Regions from separate parts of the Pan troglodytes genome. Here region 2 is linked to region 1. A link is a contact called in public capture Hi-C data. All regions are on one chromosome and are shown on one strand. The core of a region is the stretch at or near the end of the contact, and the rest is flanking DNA. Distances in the headings are between cores, read along the strand shown. Region 1 has its middle 150 kb from the start of SNX19. Region 2 overlaps NTM (neurotrimin).

Region 1 (4,242 bases), core at 1,158-3,657:
TGGCCAATATAAGGCACTTATATGCCCACTTTGCCCAGCCACCAAACATAGGCTGCCTCCAAAAGGACGACGTCACCTCAGATGAGGCCATTCCTTCTACAGAGGTAGATGCTGAGGACCTGAGAATGGGAAGATGCCTGCACCACATCTGGGCAGGATCCCTGAGGGGATCCGAGTGACACACCCCCAAGTCTTCCACAGTCTACCCCTTTGCCACTTGGATCCATTTCTCCACGTACGTTCGGGGAGTAACTCCTCCAGAATTTTGGTGGGTCGTCGTTCCAGAGGGGAAACTTAGGACAGGGAAGCTGCTGGGACAAGCCACAGCCTGTTAGTCCTGGAGCTGTAATTGATGCTGTTCGTCTCCACCCTTCACAACCACGTCTAGGTCACCCTTACCCTCAGCTAGCACCTCTCTGCTGGCCACAATGGCTTATCTAGCAAACTGACTCTAATCCAAGAGGAGGGGCCTGGGCCTCTGCTCACCATGTCATTCCTGGGGCTGGGGTGCTGGGCCTGTCCATTTACAGTCACAGTTAGACAAGGCAGTACCAAGAAACGCCCACTGGCATTGTTCCCTGGCCCCATTGGGTTAGACAGCTCTACCCACTCCTGATGATGCCAAGCTGTGACTCCTCTTCTTGTCCATTGATCCAAAAACACAACATTCCCAAAATGCCAACAGCCATGGCTTATACTTCAGTGGAAATCTGGCTGTGTTCCCTGGTGAGTGTAACCTTTAGAGGGACCAGGAGCTCTAACTCTGCAGGGCCCAGAGTTGTGCAGTATTCCCCAGAGGGCCATTAGGGATGTCCTAGTGGGATCATTCCTGCTTCGACCCCTTGGTTCCTGGACTCATGTGTTTGTCTTCTATTGAGGATAAATTCCATGTAAAGGTTTTCAGTTCAGTGAGTGTACTGCATCTTTGAGGACAGCACCCCATCCTTGCATGATATTGCCCTCAAACTCGTAATCTATTGACGCTGTTAGCAAGCCCCAGTGCTCTATGAGTTCAGCAGAACCTGGGTAGTGTGGCATGAGCTGCGTCTGATGGATCCCATGGTCATGGCACCACTCCCATGCCTCCATTACTTTAAACTGGGCTCCCTGCTCTGGCACAATGATATGTGGGATTCAGAATTAGCAAATTAAACCCTCCATATGCTCTGTAATAGCACTGCTGGCTGAGACCTGAGAGTCAGAAAGGCAAACCCATGTCTAAAACGTGTGTCTACTTCTCTGGAAATAAAACCTGGGCTCTGTCAGGAAGGAAAGGGCCTAATGTAGCCAACTTGCCTTCAAGTGTCCATTTGGTCTCCTTGAGGTATCATGCCATTTTGGAGTCTCCGCATTAGTCTCTGTTGCTGGCAGGTTGAACATAGCAGTAGCAGGAATCAGTCCTGGTGAGTGCGAGCCCATGTTGTTGGACCCAGGCAGGACCTCCACCTCTGCCACCATGGCCATGTCATTCAGACGCTAATGGCTAATGTCAACTCCCTGGCTTCTTTTGTTTTGACGGTTTTTGAGTGTCCTTTCCCTGGAGGATGATATCTGGTGGTCATTAAGGAATGACATGAAGATCTTCAACATGGCGCCTTGAACATGCCCATCCACATGCCGCTACCCTAGACCTCCTAGTCCCCAGTCTTTCAATCTCTGTCACTTCAGGCCCCTGACCAGTCAGCCTGGATCCCAAGTGTTACTATCAAGACCTTGTCTATTGCATAACCACCTTTGTTGGGTGGTTAACCAGGCAACTGAAGCTCAGTGACTTTGCTTGATATGTCCTAGGCTTAGTGCGCAGCTTTCTCAGCCCACCTGAGTGTTCGAGTTTCTTTGACTGCAACCAAAGACACCCTCTGGCTTTCACACCAGACTTTCAATTGCTTGTTACTCACCACTGGTTAGTTTCACTCTGTAGTGCGTCAATAACCCTCGTTTTCCTTATACTATTTTCTCCATATTTTTCAAATGCCTGATATATCATGCCCATTAGTGCCTTTCCTTGTGCCAGTACACCACCAGTGAGTTTTAAGTACTGGACCCCCACTTTGTGCTAGAAGCTTCCTATTGCTCACCTACGTCTGATGAAGGAGTCCTCTGGCCAATCAGAAAGTGATCCAGCTACAAAGCCGCATTTCAGGCCATATCTTAGTACTATCGTAGGTTAGCACCTTCAGAGGTTCAGTTGTCTACACCAGATGCTGAGATGGAGTGGGGCATAACATAATATACAATCAGGGACCAATGCTGCCAGAAACAAGGGCAGAGAAATCATTGTGAAGAGGGAGAAGCTCAACTGTGAAGTTGACCTGAATAAGCCTCAGCCAGCCAGCGGGGGCTCTGGAGTGACCACTGCCCATCAGCATTGTCTCCTGTCAAGCTGAGGAGGCTGGACCTCTGAACCTCCACCCAGCTCGGTCACCAGATGTGAGCTGCAGTTGAGACAAACCCTGAAGGGGCTGACTGCTGAGGGGACACCCCTCAGCTGGGCAGCCAGTTCCATGGCCTTGAGCAGCACTTCCCCATATCTGCCACACTCGCAAAGTACTGCACCCACATTCCAGTCTCAACGTCAACAGCTTCAGAGCTCAAAGGGACCTTCCGGGGCATCTCTGTTTCCTCTGCCCCTCCTTGTCCCAGGAGGGTGACTAGTTAAGGTCTGTCTGGAATCCAGGGCTCCTGATCACAGGTCTCTCATTAGCAGTCCTTTGCTTTCTCAGGTGTCTCTTTCTCAAATATTCTTCTCACCTTCAGGCATGAATTTGTAGTGTATGACATCTGTATACTTTATGAATATTTCACTTTGTAGGTAACCTCCCTCAGGCTTCAAGCAAAATGCCATGTGCCCTGCGGGTCTTCATTTAGATAATAATTAACTAAAAGGGAGAGAAGTGAGGACCTGCTGTGAGCCCCAGAAATAGTCCTGTTCTCTCTGTTTTTCTCTCCCTCCCTCCCCCTCTCTCTCTTTCTCTCTTTCTCTTACACACACACACACAATTAAACATGCAAACACCAGTCAGTCCAGCTGGCCATTGATGAGCACCACCCCGCTCCAGTGCTATGCTAGTAGTGGCTTCTGTTCATTCACTAAGTGTTTCTGGAGCTACTAGCAGGTGCTGTTCTAGGCACTCTGTGCAGATACCTGTGGGTCACATGGCACAGTGCGGGCCTCGTGGAGTTTATGGTCTCTAGGGGAAGGCAAGCAAGCAGAGGCAATTGCAAGGACTTGTGACAACAGTCCTGGCAGAAACATGCTCTGGGACTGCAGCGACACAAAGGAGGAGATAACATGCACCTGTGGGGATAGGGCTCTGCTCAAGCTGAGGGGTGAAGTAAACAGGGCCCATTCAGGCAAGGAGGGAGAGAAAGTCCCTTCCGGGGCTGCAGCCACATGGCAACGTGACCTGAGGGAGCTGCAGCGACCAGGTGGGGTGGGCGCAGCCTCCAGAGATGAGGGTCCTGCCAGGGACAGCGTGCTCTCAGGAAAGGTCTGCTAAGGCTTGTGAGGGTCTTTGACAGCTTTAAACAGGTGAAGAACTTGAGCCTATGGTGTACTGGCTAGATGAGCTTGGCCATGGTGTGGATGGAATATGAGTTTCAGGACTGGACAGAGGAAGATAAGTGGAGCCCCTTGCCACGCTATAGGCAGGAATGGGAGGGTTTGGTTTAAACAGCAGCACTGGAAACAGAAAGCATGACAGGAAGAGAGCTGGGAGGGAGTGAAATCCATCAAACATGAAGGTAAAGATGGAGAGAGAGAGAGAGGGAGGACTTGAGGATCTGCGGTTTCTACTCTGGACGAGATGAGGTACAGCAGGAGAACAAGTTTGGGGCTAAGACTTGGGGTCCAGTTTTGCACACACTGAGTTGGAACTGCCTGTGTACAATTAGGTGAAGATGTCCAGTAAGCAATGGTATATATGGGTTTGAAGCTTGGGTATAATGTCTGTGTTGGAAATACAGACTTGGGAGCAGCAGATATGTTGATGTGGCCGTTTATGTAATAGCTACTTCCTTCTAAATGCTGTGACCACACCTGTCCTGGTACATTTTGTTGCTGGAGGGAGAGGTAGCAAGCAGCAGGTCAGCATGCTGAGAGTTAGGTACAGAAGCTGCCTAGATTTTGAAACTAGAAGGAAAAGTCCAGAAAATGCAAAGGAAGGTAAAACCTACCATTCAGAACAGCTTCCAAATCAAATCCCTCCCTCGGCCCTTCAATAAAGAGGAAATAGAGAACAA
Region 2 (4,242 bases), core at 875-3,374, 440 kb before region 1:
CCCAGCGACACGCCATCTCAGTAACTGCAGAATGGCAGTTGTAAAAAATCCCATTTGCCAGGGTATTAGAATCCCATTAGCGCTCCCGATGGAGAAATAACCCCGACCCTTCAGAAGGAATTAAAGATATTCGGGCACCAGCATTTGGAGTGTTATAGGCCCTTCCCCAGTTTGGATGATCACACCAACAGACATAAAGCCTCAGGCACCAGATGTCCTTGGTCCATAAACCCCCCGAGAAAAGCCCTCGGAATGAGGTACGGAAAGGGCCTGGAGTTCCACAAATAGGCTCGGGAATAATCACAAGGAGTAATTGACACAGGCCTCCCTGATTTGTCTATGCTTGAGAATGAGTCATTTTAAGGAAAGCCAGTTTTAATTCAACCATTCCCTTACAACCTCTTACATCCTCTTCTCTCTCCCCCTCATCCTAACTCCATTCCCGGAGTGATAACTGACATCAGAGAGAAACACCGACAGGCTTCTTATGTGTCAAAACAGAATCACCAACGAGACAAAAGGGCAATAACAGAGGTACATTGTTACATCTGGGCAAATCATCCCACTTTGTAAATCTAAGAAATAGAGGCCCAGAGAGGTGAAGTAACTTGTGCGGGATCACACAGCTAGTTAAATAGAAGCCTGCATTCTCATGTTCCTGCTGCTGCACTTCCTTCTGGGGAAGGAGAAGATAGTTCTCAACTGGGTTCAGTCTTCTGCACCCTGGGCATTTCGGATCATGGGCTCTGAACCTGCTGAGTGGCCACCGTGTCCCTTCCGTGGGTGTGACCATGTGCATGAGTGTGAACACTGATTAACACACTCTGCCATGGTGGTGAAGGACTGATATCTGGGAAGCCAGTTTCAGAACCTAGATTTGCCAGCTGCCTGCTGTGTGATCCAGGACAAATTATGCACCCAGTTTAGGTCTCAGTTTCCTCACCTGTGAAAAGGGGGTAAATAATCGCAGGATGTCACTTTCAACATCTTGGAAATCTTGTTAAAATGCCAATTCTGATGGAAAAGGCTTGGTGACGGAGACTGAGATTCAGCATTTGTAACTATTCCCAGGTAATGCTGAGGCTGCTGTTTGGGGAACCATACTTTGATGATCAAAGTCATTAAGTCTTATAAAAATTAAGCACAATGAAATATATAAAGTCCTTAACACACTAAGAATAATTATTCAATAAATGATCGTTGTTAGCATTACTTATTTGATAGTTACCATAGACCACAGATTAAAGAGCATTTTCAAATCCCTACTTTGTGCTGTGAGCTGAGCTTCACAGAGACATCATCAAATCCTCAAACCACTCCTGTGGGACAGGTAATGTTACCCCTATTTCTTAGATGAGGAGAATGACTCAGAGAGATTCGTGACTTCCCAATGGTCAAGTAGAAGGTAGGTTTCATGACTCTGAGACCATACCTCTTTCCCCTGCAGTATACCCCACAGCGGTATAGAGCAGCACCCTCAACTCATGTCAACAGCCTCTGCCTGTTGTCCAGGCAGGTCAGATAGTGCAGAGGAGAGGGTGTGTTGATTCTGAAAAGAATCAACAGATTGTGGATTCTGAGACATGACCGCCAATTGCCAAAAGAGGAGAGAAAGCTTCCTCCAGGCTGGAGCGGGGTGCAGGCAGGCATATGTGCATACAGGAGGAGTGGAGGGGGTGGACGGCTGATGGATGCACAGTGCGGGAAATTTACAGATCAATCAACAGACAGAGATCCAGGGAGTCTGGCAGCTGACAGACATGTGAGGGCACGCTGACACCCAGATGGCCATGGAGCACGCAGGCCAGGAAGAGTTTGGAAAGGCCAGCAGTGCAGGTCGAGGTAGACAAGCCTAGAGACAAACAGAGCAGCAGCACACACAATTTTGGTAACACCATCTGTGGGTGAGAGAACCCCAGCGCTGTGTGAAATGGACTCCAAATTCTATTTGGAGCTGGAAACGGGTGGTATGGTGTGCTCAGTTATTTTAAATCCCTTCCAATTCTCTGCCAAGAAATTCGATCCGGGAAAGCCATTCCTGCCAAGCCCCAAGGGGTTTACCAGGGCTGAGCTGGGTAGCTGGGGTCCTATCTGATTTATGGCAGGTGGGGGCAGCCGAGAGCCACCAAATTTGAGGGTATCCCCATGCCAGCAGAGGAGAGGTGTTTGTTTTCTCCGGAACGTGAGCCCAAGGGGTCTGCATTCGCAAGTCAGAGTGGGAACAGGCAACCCAAACAGGCTGAATTCAGGCATGCGCTGTGCGAGACAGAGATAGGAAGGGTGAGGACAGAGGTGGCTGGTGGGGCTCAAAGGGGGCTGGCAGGGGGATGTGGAGGGACAAGCCACAGTGTCCAGAAGCAAGGGCCTGGAGGAAGCTGGTGGGGCCAGGTAGCCCTGGATGAGCAGTCCTCAGAAGTGTGGGTCAAAGACAGCTGGACCAGCACCTTTTCTGGAATCCAATTCTTATAAGGCCATGTCTTTAGACTTCATGCTCTGACCTGCCTGGCCTTAAAGCACTAACGACCCTAACAAAGGTAGTCAGTGTAGGGGTTGGTGACGGCATCTGAGTTAATTCCTACCCCAGTTAACTTCACCTCTAATAGAGCAGCCAAATGGATTAGAGAAACACGCACAACCCTGCCACTTAGCTTAAGTTAAAATGTATAACCTCAGTGGGGCGTGGTGGCTCACACCTCTAGTCCTAACACTTTAGGAGGCCAAGGAAGGAAGATCACTTGAGCCCAGCCTGAGCAACACAGTAAGACTCTCTCTACAAAAAAAAGAGAAACAATTAGCCAGGGATAGTGGCGTGTGCCTGTGGTCCCCGCTATTTGGGAGGCTGAGGTGGGAAAATTGCTTGAGTCTGGGAGGTTAAGGCTGCAGTGAGCCATGACTGTGCCACTGCACTCCAGCCTGAGCAACAGAGTAAGACCTTGTCTCAAAAAAAAAAAAAATAATTGTAACCTCAAATATGAAGTGGACTTGACACGACCCAATGATCCCAGTCCGTTTTCCTGGTGCACCTGCTCTCCTTTCCTCCATCTTCTGCTGTCTCTGACCCTCCTCAGTGAGGACCTCACTTCTTACATTACTGCGGAGCCAGAAACAATCAGATGGAAACTGCAACACTCAACCTTATCCTCCCCAGATCTACCCTGCATGTTCCTGCTCTAACCTCTCCTCTTATTTCTGCTGAGTGAAGCTGGTCTACCTGCAGACAGCCCCTTACATGTGCACAGGATTGCATAGTCCTCCACACCTTCCCCCAGGCACAGGACATCAGCTGTCATTCCTTTGTACCCTCATCATCAATGGCTCCCCTTACTGGAGAGTTCCTGTGGGCATGCACACTCTGCACACAAATGTCTTTATTTCCTCTCATCTGGAAACAAAGAGGCAACAACCAAGGCCTCCCTGACCCTGACTGCAGTCCCTCTCCTCTCTGACCCATAAACCTCCCTGAGAAAGTTGTCTGTTTCCTCTGTCTGTACTTCCTTATCTCCCCTTGTCTCCTGAACAGAATCCAGTGAGGATTTGATCTCCATCAGCCAGAGGGAATCACATCTCACCATGGATATGATGACTTCTGCCCTGCCAAAGCCAAGGTTGATCTCAGGTCTCTCGTCCTCCACCCTGCACTCAGGCAACAAAAGCATTCGATCAGATGCTGTGTTACACAGCTCTGATGTGCCGGGCTGGTCCTGGGTGCCAAGGATACATCTATAAATAAACAAGGGAGGCAAAAGTCCTTGCCTTTTGGAGGCTACGTTTTAGTTACAGACGATGACTTCAACAACAAGCAAATGCCTGACATGTGTGAGCAGGCGATGAGCGATATGCATCCACGTCAGCCTGGGGTGTGGGTCAGGATGCCAGAGACGCCGGGGAATGCAGCAGCACGGGCCCCGACTCCTCACTCTCTTGCACCCCTCGTCAACTTGCCTCTGTGATAGCACTTTCCCCCGCTCCCAGCTCCTGCCTCCCCTCAGCCTCATTTTCTGGTCTCTTCTCCCTTTTTTCCCAGATCTCCAGGTCTTGGTCAGTTTTGGCTGCTCTAACCAAATGCCATAACCTGTGTGTCTTCAACAACAGAAACTGATTTCTCCTAGTTCTGAAGCCTAGAGGTCCATGATTAAGGTGCCAACAGATTCCATGTCCAGTGAGGTCCCACGTCCTGGTTCAAGCAGCAAGGACTCTCTCTCTCTCAAGGCTCCTTTATAAGGGCAGCAATCATGATGCCTT

What was found. Capture Hi-C pulls out chosen DNA fragments and counts their contacts.
Region 2: a contact with region 1 is called in a capture Hi-C map of stem cell-derived neural stem cells, with 4 times the contacts expected there. The contact joins two enhancer-like sites. A contact is called at or near these places in 3 of 7 Hi-C or Micro-C datasets (induced pluripotent stem cells and stem cell-derived neural progenitor cells) and 1 of 1 other capture datasets (stem cell-derived neural stem cells).

What each region holds. Positions count from the first base shown.
Region 1 is chr9:132,997,611-133,001,852 of NHGRI_mPanTro3-v2.0_pri, reverse strand. No RefSeq gene overlaps it. Among named protein-coding and RNA genes, the nearest start is that of SNX19, 150 kb to the right of the region's middle. Within about 2 kb of position 2,407, at least 2 of the 24 cell types and tissues checked have an H3K27ac peak or open chromatin away from gene starts, as enhancers often do. A contact at or near this core is called in stem cell-derived neural stem cells, where this site is marked.
Region 2 is chr9:133,433,338-133,437,579 of NHGRI_mPanTro3-v2.0_pri, reverse strand. The region is part of intron 1 of NTM (neurotrimin); the gene reads right to left. Among named protein-coding and RNA genes, the nearest start is that of NTM, 130 kb to the right of the region's middle. Within about 2 kb of position 2,124, at least 15 of the 24 cell types and tissues checked have an H3K27ac peak or open chromatin away from gene starts, as enhancers often do. A contact at or near this core is called in stem cell-derived neural stem cells, where this site is marked.